Linked DNA regions of Triticum aestivum: region 2 is linked to region 1. A link is a contact called in public Hi-C data. All regions are on one chromosome and are shown on one strand. Each heading gives the region's core, a stretch centred on a gene start, on an enhancer-like site or on the middle of the called end of the contact. The rest is flanking DNA. Distances are from core to core; before and after follow the strand shown.

Region 1 (3,066 bases), core at 347-2,846:
CGTCGAATTTAAAAGTTGTGAAGCAAAAATGACCCACTCTCTCTATCATAAACTGGCACTGTCCTGCGTGTTGTACGGAGGGCCTGTGTCGAGTAGAATTATCTTGTGCTGTTACCACGGGTAGAATTTCACACGCCAGAGAAAATACCAATACGGACTCGTGGAGTGAGAGCATCCAGCAAGCTGCAAGGATCCTACTAGGCAACAACGTGTATGGGCAGTTGAGCAGAGCAGGCTGCTAATCTAGAGAGCGACAGGTTCCCATATCCTGGAGCGATGGAGCCCGCCCAACCAAATCCGTGTCTCTCATGAAACTCTTTTGGATCGTTCAACAAACACATAATTATGCCCACCACATAGTACTGACATCACCAAATAATTTGGCTGGAAACCTGAGAAGCATTTAAGAAAGACATTCAGCTAGCCAGCAGTCGTACACTCGTAGCGAAGGCAGAACATGTACGGCCCGATGCCCGTGCCACTGAGATCAATCATGGATGCTCTGAACTTTAGCCCGAACCGTCAGTCAATGGCGTGATCCGACGGTGAAAACACGCCGGGCGACACTGACTGGACCAAATCAATGGACCGATTCATTCAATCAACTTTTCGATTGGAAAAGGAAAAAACATCCATTGACCTGGCCGCAAATCTGCGACGCCATCATTGGCGGTCGGGAACGCCTAAAGCGGCAAGGCAGTGCCCAATGGGGGAAAAGTGGCCAAGGAAGAAAGCATTCCTCCGTCACTCGATTCCATGGAGACAAAATCTGGAGGAGACCCCAGACGGATCCCAAAAGGGGGAGGAGATTCATCTGACGCCGACGCCGTTGCGCAGTCGGAGAGCAGGAGCGCTGCGCTGGGTCCAGCCAACAATCCCCATCCAACCAACCACTGCCTGGCCAGAAAGTACTAGTACTCGCCCCAGGAATCCGGTGGGTTTGTTAGATCACGCGCGCCCACGCAACGAACCGGAATCGGCGAGCGAGATGGCCGACGACGACGGCGGCGAGGAGAGTGCGCGGAGAGGGAAGGGGAGTGAATGGACTCACCGAGGAAGTGCGCGAGGCCCTCGAGCCCCTCCGGGTCGCTGAACGAGCCCACGCCAACCTCCATACACGCCGCCGCCTGCGCACAAACAGACAACAACAACAACAACAACAACAACGCCGGATGAATCACGCGCGGTAAAACGTCGACCAACCGGCGAGCATTCAGCGAGCGAGAGAGAGCGGGCCGGGGCGGACCTTGTCGGTGTCGGCGTCGCTGATGAGGAGGCACTCGAGCGCGTTGGGGAGCAGCAGGCGGCGGTACTCCCGCTTGTCGCTGCGCGCGCGGATGAACTCCACATTGCCCGCCGCCGCCATGCGCGCCGGGCTCGCCTCCTCGCTCGCTAGCCGCGCTTGCTCCGGTCTCCGGTGGCGGATTGGAGGCTCGGGGCTTAGGCTAGTGGGGGCGCTAGTATTCTATGCTTTGTCGTTGCCGCCGTCCCGTTAATATATGCAGGGCAGGGCAGGGGGGGTGGGTGGCCTCGGCCTTCGGCTTCGCTTGCGGCTGCGGGAGCCGGGAGGAGTCTGAACTCTGAACCGAGGTGAACTTCACTTTGGTGATGGGATGGCCGGATGGGAGACGTCTGTTGCGCGGTTGCGATGGTGCTAGATGACGAACGCATTTTTTCCACCGGCGAATGACGTGCCCGCGACGGCGAGGGGGCCCCTCCCCGGTTCTGAGTACTCCTCGGCGCGCTCGGCGGTCGCTAGCCGGGTCGTGTAGGCATATAGGTAGGCATGGCAATTCATCGTGCCGTGCGAGTAGTCTGGCTTTTGTCTCCTCCAACTTAGAAAATCGGTGATCTCTCGTCTCGTCGCAGTAGAGATCGCCTTTGTGAAAAAAAGGCAATGTACACGAGGACACGCCTTGGAGTCTCGTGCTCGAGTATCTTGACGAAATTTGCCCCGCGTGTGCTCCAACTTACGTGGTGCACGGCGCTCGCTGGATGACACTAGCGAGCACGCCCAAGAGAACTCGGACAACTGCCCACGACCACCTCTGTTGCATTGACAACACTTGGGCGGGTGTAAAGAGGCTGCAGTACAGTAACAATTTTATCTGCTGATGATGTGTAATCGCACCTCGCCTTTCACCTCCCTGACTGACCTTCAGATGCGTCCGCTTTGCTTAATAACCACAAGCTACAAGCCAAAGAGCATGCAAAAGATAACGTGAATGCTGAGAATCACAAGTTTCCCAGTCTGAGCTAGTCACAAGGTAACAATTTCTGACACAGTTTTCGAATCGACCACGTGATGCAGATCCCCACCAAAAAAAGAAAACAAAGGCAATCTTGGTATCAGCAGCTTTATTATTTGCCCGAGTGAACTTGTAGTTGAAGTGCACCGTTAAATCTAGCTGGCTCCAATTGAGAATATGCATTTGCATTGTGAATGTAACAATAAAACATATCACCTTTCAGTACTCTCGGGTGCCCTATCAGCTACCGTATTTCCAACATAAGAAGGTAAAAAAAGGTACTGGTAAATTACATCTTAGTAATGAAATCGTGCTAAACAAACAAACAATCCCTAAAGTTCATCCAAGTTGGCGCCTGAAAAATAACAGGACTGATTCTCCTCCAGGAACTGCCAGTAGAGGCGCAATGACAAAAAGTCGCAGCCATCACTTGTGGCGGGTTGGAGAGGCCCATGTTTCTGTTCACTGTACAGAAGAACACAACTTCTACCAGCATTGGGATCATCCGCAAGGGCTTAGCCAGGCGCAAAGGCTACTAAGGAGAATATTCGCAATGTGCAGCTGAATAAATACAACCATGTTTGCTGTTAGTTAGTTTTAGAATGATTCTGGGGTGAGGAATCAGTAATGAGCTCCATCTCTATGTCCTGCTGCCTTTTGCGATAATCCTGAGCTGTTGATGTGACGATCTTAATGAAGAAGTTCACAAGCACAAGCCACACTACAGTGTTCCAGACCAATGCAAAAGAGAAATTCCACTGTTTATCCTGTACAAGTGACAGTTACAGAACATCAATGAACAGGTAAGAAAAAACTG
Region 2 (3,066 bases), core at 346-2,845, 230 kb before region 1:
CAGCATCACATTGCTCGGCTTGATGTCGCGGTGCACGATGCACTGAAGGCACTCCTCGTGGAGGTAGAGCAATGCCGACGCGAGGCCCAGTGCAATGTCATACCGTGTCGGCCAGGTGAGGTGCACGCCCTTGCCGTAGAGGTGCTGGTCGACGCTGCCATTGGGCATGAGCTCATAGACGAGCAAGAAGTCACCACGGTGTTCATGGCACCACCCGACAAGCCGGACCAAATGCCGGTGGCGCAGCTGGCTGATGATGCGTACCTCGGCTGCATACTCCTTGCGGCCCTGGGTCGACCCCTTGGAGACCCTCTTGATGGCCACCTCCTGACCAAGCTCCTTCAAGAATCCCCGGTAAACAGCACCGAACCCGCCCTGCCCGAGCTTCCTCTGCTCGGAGAAATTATTGGTTGCCGCCACCAATTCAGCATAACGGAACCGTCTTGGCCCGCTCTGCACGATGAACTCGTCAGTTAGCTCGTCGTACCCCATTGCGTCGTCGATATCGACGTAGGGGACACACTCTCCTGTCTTCCTCCATTCCTTCACGAACCAAACAATCCCTGCACCGACCAGCACAACAAGGAATCCGCACAATCCCAGTACCACCCACAGCACCACCGTCTGCTCCTTGCTGTCGACGCTGGAGGTGAAATCCCAGTACAGGACCTTGTGCAGCTCGGCGGCCTCGCCGGTGGCGGCGGAGAAGCCAACGGCCACGGCGTCGGGCAGGTGCTCCCTCAAATCGACGGCGTACCACAGAAGGACGTCCGTGGGGACAAAGTCGCCGTAGGAGAGGGCCACGGTGAGGTTCTTGGCCTCCGCGTCGTACGCGACGCGCGCGTGCGCCGTGCGGCCGTCCTTCATGCTGGTTGGCCAGTCGGCGGTGGCCACGGAGGCGATGCCCCCGAGGTCGATGCCGACGTGGTCGTCGCTGGGGTCCCAATCGTTCCTGTAGGTGTCAAATTCGACGGCGACGAGGGAGCGGCCCCCGTTGCGGGCGGAGGAGTTGAAGAGCCCGAGAAGGCCGCCAGCGGATCTGTTGGGGATGACGGAGGGGAACGGGGAGAGGAAGAAGGCGAGGCCGTCGCCGGAGGCGGCCGAGGGTTCGGGGGCGGAGATGGAGAAGGAGAAGGCGGAGGCGAAGGAGGCGGGGCGGCGGGAGACGGGGTCGAAGAGTGGGATGGGGCGGGAGAAGAAGGCCCGGCCGGCGCTGCTGGTGAGGGGCCCGACGCGCTCGTCGCGGGTGAGGCGGATGAACTTGTTGAAGAAGGCGTCGCCCTGGAAGGAGATGCCCGATGGGGCCGAGTCCGAGGTGGCGGTGAAGTTGTAGGTGAAGGAGAATCGCGCGGCGGCCGGCGGCAGGAGGAGGGCGACGGAGAGGAGGAGGAGGAGGGAGGGGACGGCGACGGAGATCCCCATGGAGTGGGTTGGGTGAGCCTTGGCCCTTGGTGGAGGACAGGGTGGGGCCGAGGTTGACTAGAATGAACAAGGCATGAGCTGGATTACATAAAATCCTACTTGAGACCAGTAAAAAATACGAGCTGGGATTAGTGGCTTGTATTATACGTATGGTTCATTGGCGAAATGGAAGATAAGAGTCACCGTCTCTCCAACGCGGCCATGTATTTATCTGCATATTGGTCCAGACCAGTTCACGGACGCTGATGCGAAAACCGGCTTATCCAACCGTGTCCATACATTTCAAAGGAATTTGAATAAAATGACCAAATTTCATGCATTTGGGGCGCCACCTGGTGGCGCCGCTTGAGAGGAAGTTGTGTACACGTTTTCATTTAAAAAATACATGTAGTCATCACCTTCATCTAAAAAAATATTTTAAAAAATCCTCATCTCCATCTAGAAAAAGAGGTAAAAAAGAAAAAAAAATCACAAACACGGCCTACCAGCAAGCACCACTTTGCGTAGCCGTCTATTTAAAAAAATATATGGGATCATCACCTCCATGTAAAAAAAACATTTTAAAAAATTCCTCACCTTCATCTAAAAATAATATTCTAAAAGCTTTTTCACCGCGGCCAACCAGCTTGCGCCACGTGGCATAGCTTAATGGGTTTAATTAGATGATTTCATTTAAACAGATCAAACTCATTACGTTTTTCATACATGTCAAATAAACAAAAGCAGGGGATAGTCTTTTAACCTAATCTAAATAATCGCCAATCGTGGCGGAGTCCGTGTCACACATCTCGTCTTCTCTATGTGTGGCAAGCTCGCCGACGGTGCATCAACGGGAGGGGAAGAATAGCCGTGGCGGGCGTCCCGTGTGCTGCTCTTCCTCGCCGGAGTGCGCCCTGTCGACCATGCCAGACGTGGACGCCGGCCTCGTGGTCACGGCGGTGTGGCACGAACCGCGATGGCGGCGCGACCGGTGCTGCCTGCGATCGCCTGCACCTCCACTTCGGCCACCTCTGTGCGGTCTTTGCGGACAGACGTCCCTCTCCTTCCGCAGGATGCGCGATCGCTATAGCTCGTGGCGGATCTCGCGGGCGGTGCGCAGAGACTGATACATCACCCGCTGCTCATCCAGAAAGTCTTGATCCTCTGTAACCATTGCCGTGACGACATGGTCGTTCGCCTGCTCATCGATGATTTGCCCCTTCATGAGCCGGTGCTCGTCGAGGAGCCGCAGGTTGTACTTTGGTCCTCCTGCGAGAACACCAACACCGGCGACGCATGCAGCTCTTCCGCCATTGCGATGTTGAAGTGCGCCCTTGCCTCCTCCAAGGCGATGCTGGCATGGACCAACGAGGGCAGTGGCACCAGCTCATCGTCGTACACCTAGTCTGTCGTCTTTGCCCCGTCGCTGCCCTCCGGCGAGCTCGCCGACAAGAGAACCTCTATCCGGTTAGCACGACAGGCCTACCAGGCGGCCGCAATGCCGACCAACTCCTGCTTCCATTCCGTTGCGAGCCTCTCCCACATCTCTCAAATGCTCACGACGGAGGTGGTCCGGTGCTAGTCGTGCTGGCCAAGGAGGCACCGCTAAAATAGCAGGTGCCGACCAGAACAAGCGGTGGACTGTGTCAATGCGGGCACCGGAGT

What was found. A called contact is a pair of places that touch in the nucleus more often than the background predicts.
Region 2: a Hi-C map of leaf shows a contact between it and region 1, with 4 times the contacts expected there. The contact joins the promoter of LOC123079372 here to the promoter of LOC123079370 in region 1. A contact is called at or near these places in 2 of 5 Hi-C or Micro-C datasets (both in leaf).

What each region holds. Positions count from the first base shown.
Region 1 is chr3D:428,159,879-428,162,944 of IWGSC CS RefSeq v2.1, reverse strand. LOC123079370 (insulin-degrading enzyme-like 1, peroxisomal) reads right to left here and starts at 1,596. Exons shown (of 26, transcript XM_044502136.1): 1 at 1,247-1,596; 2 at 1,052-1,127. The coding sequence starts at 1,366. It overlaps LOC123079371 (vacuole membrane protein KMS1), which reads right to left. Exons shown (of 8, transcript XM_044502139.1): 8 at 2,406-3,016. The coding sequence ends at 2,837.
Region 2 is chr3D:428,386,214-428,389,279 of IWGSC CS RefSeq v2.1, reverse strand. It overlaps LOC123079372 (L-type lectin-domain containing receptor kinase IX.1), which reads right to left and starts at 1,595. Exons shown (of 1, transcript XM_044502140.1): 1 at 1-1,595. The coding sequence starts at 1,422.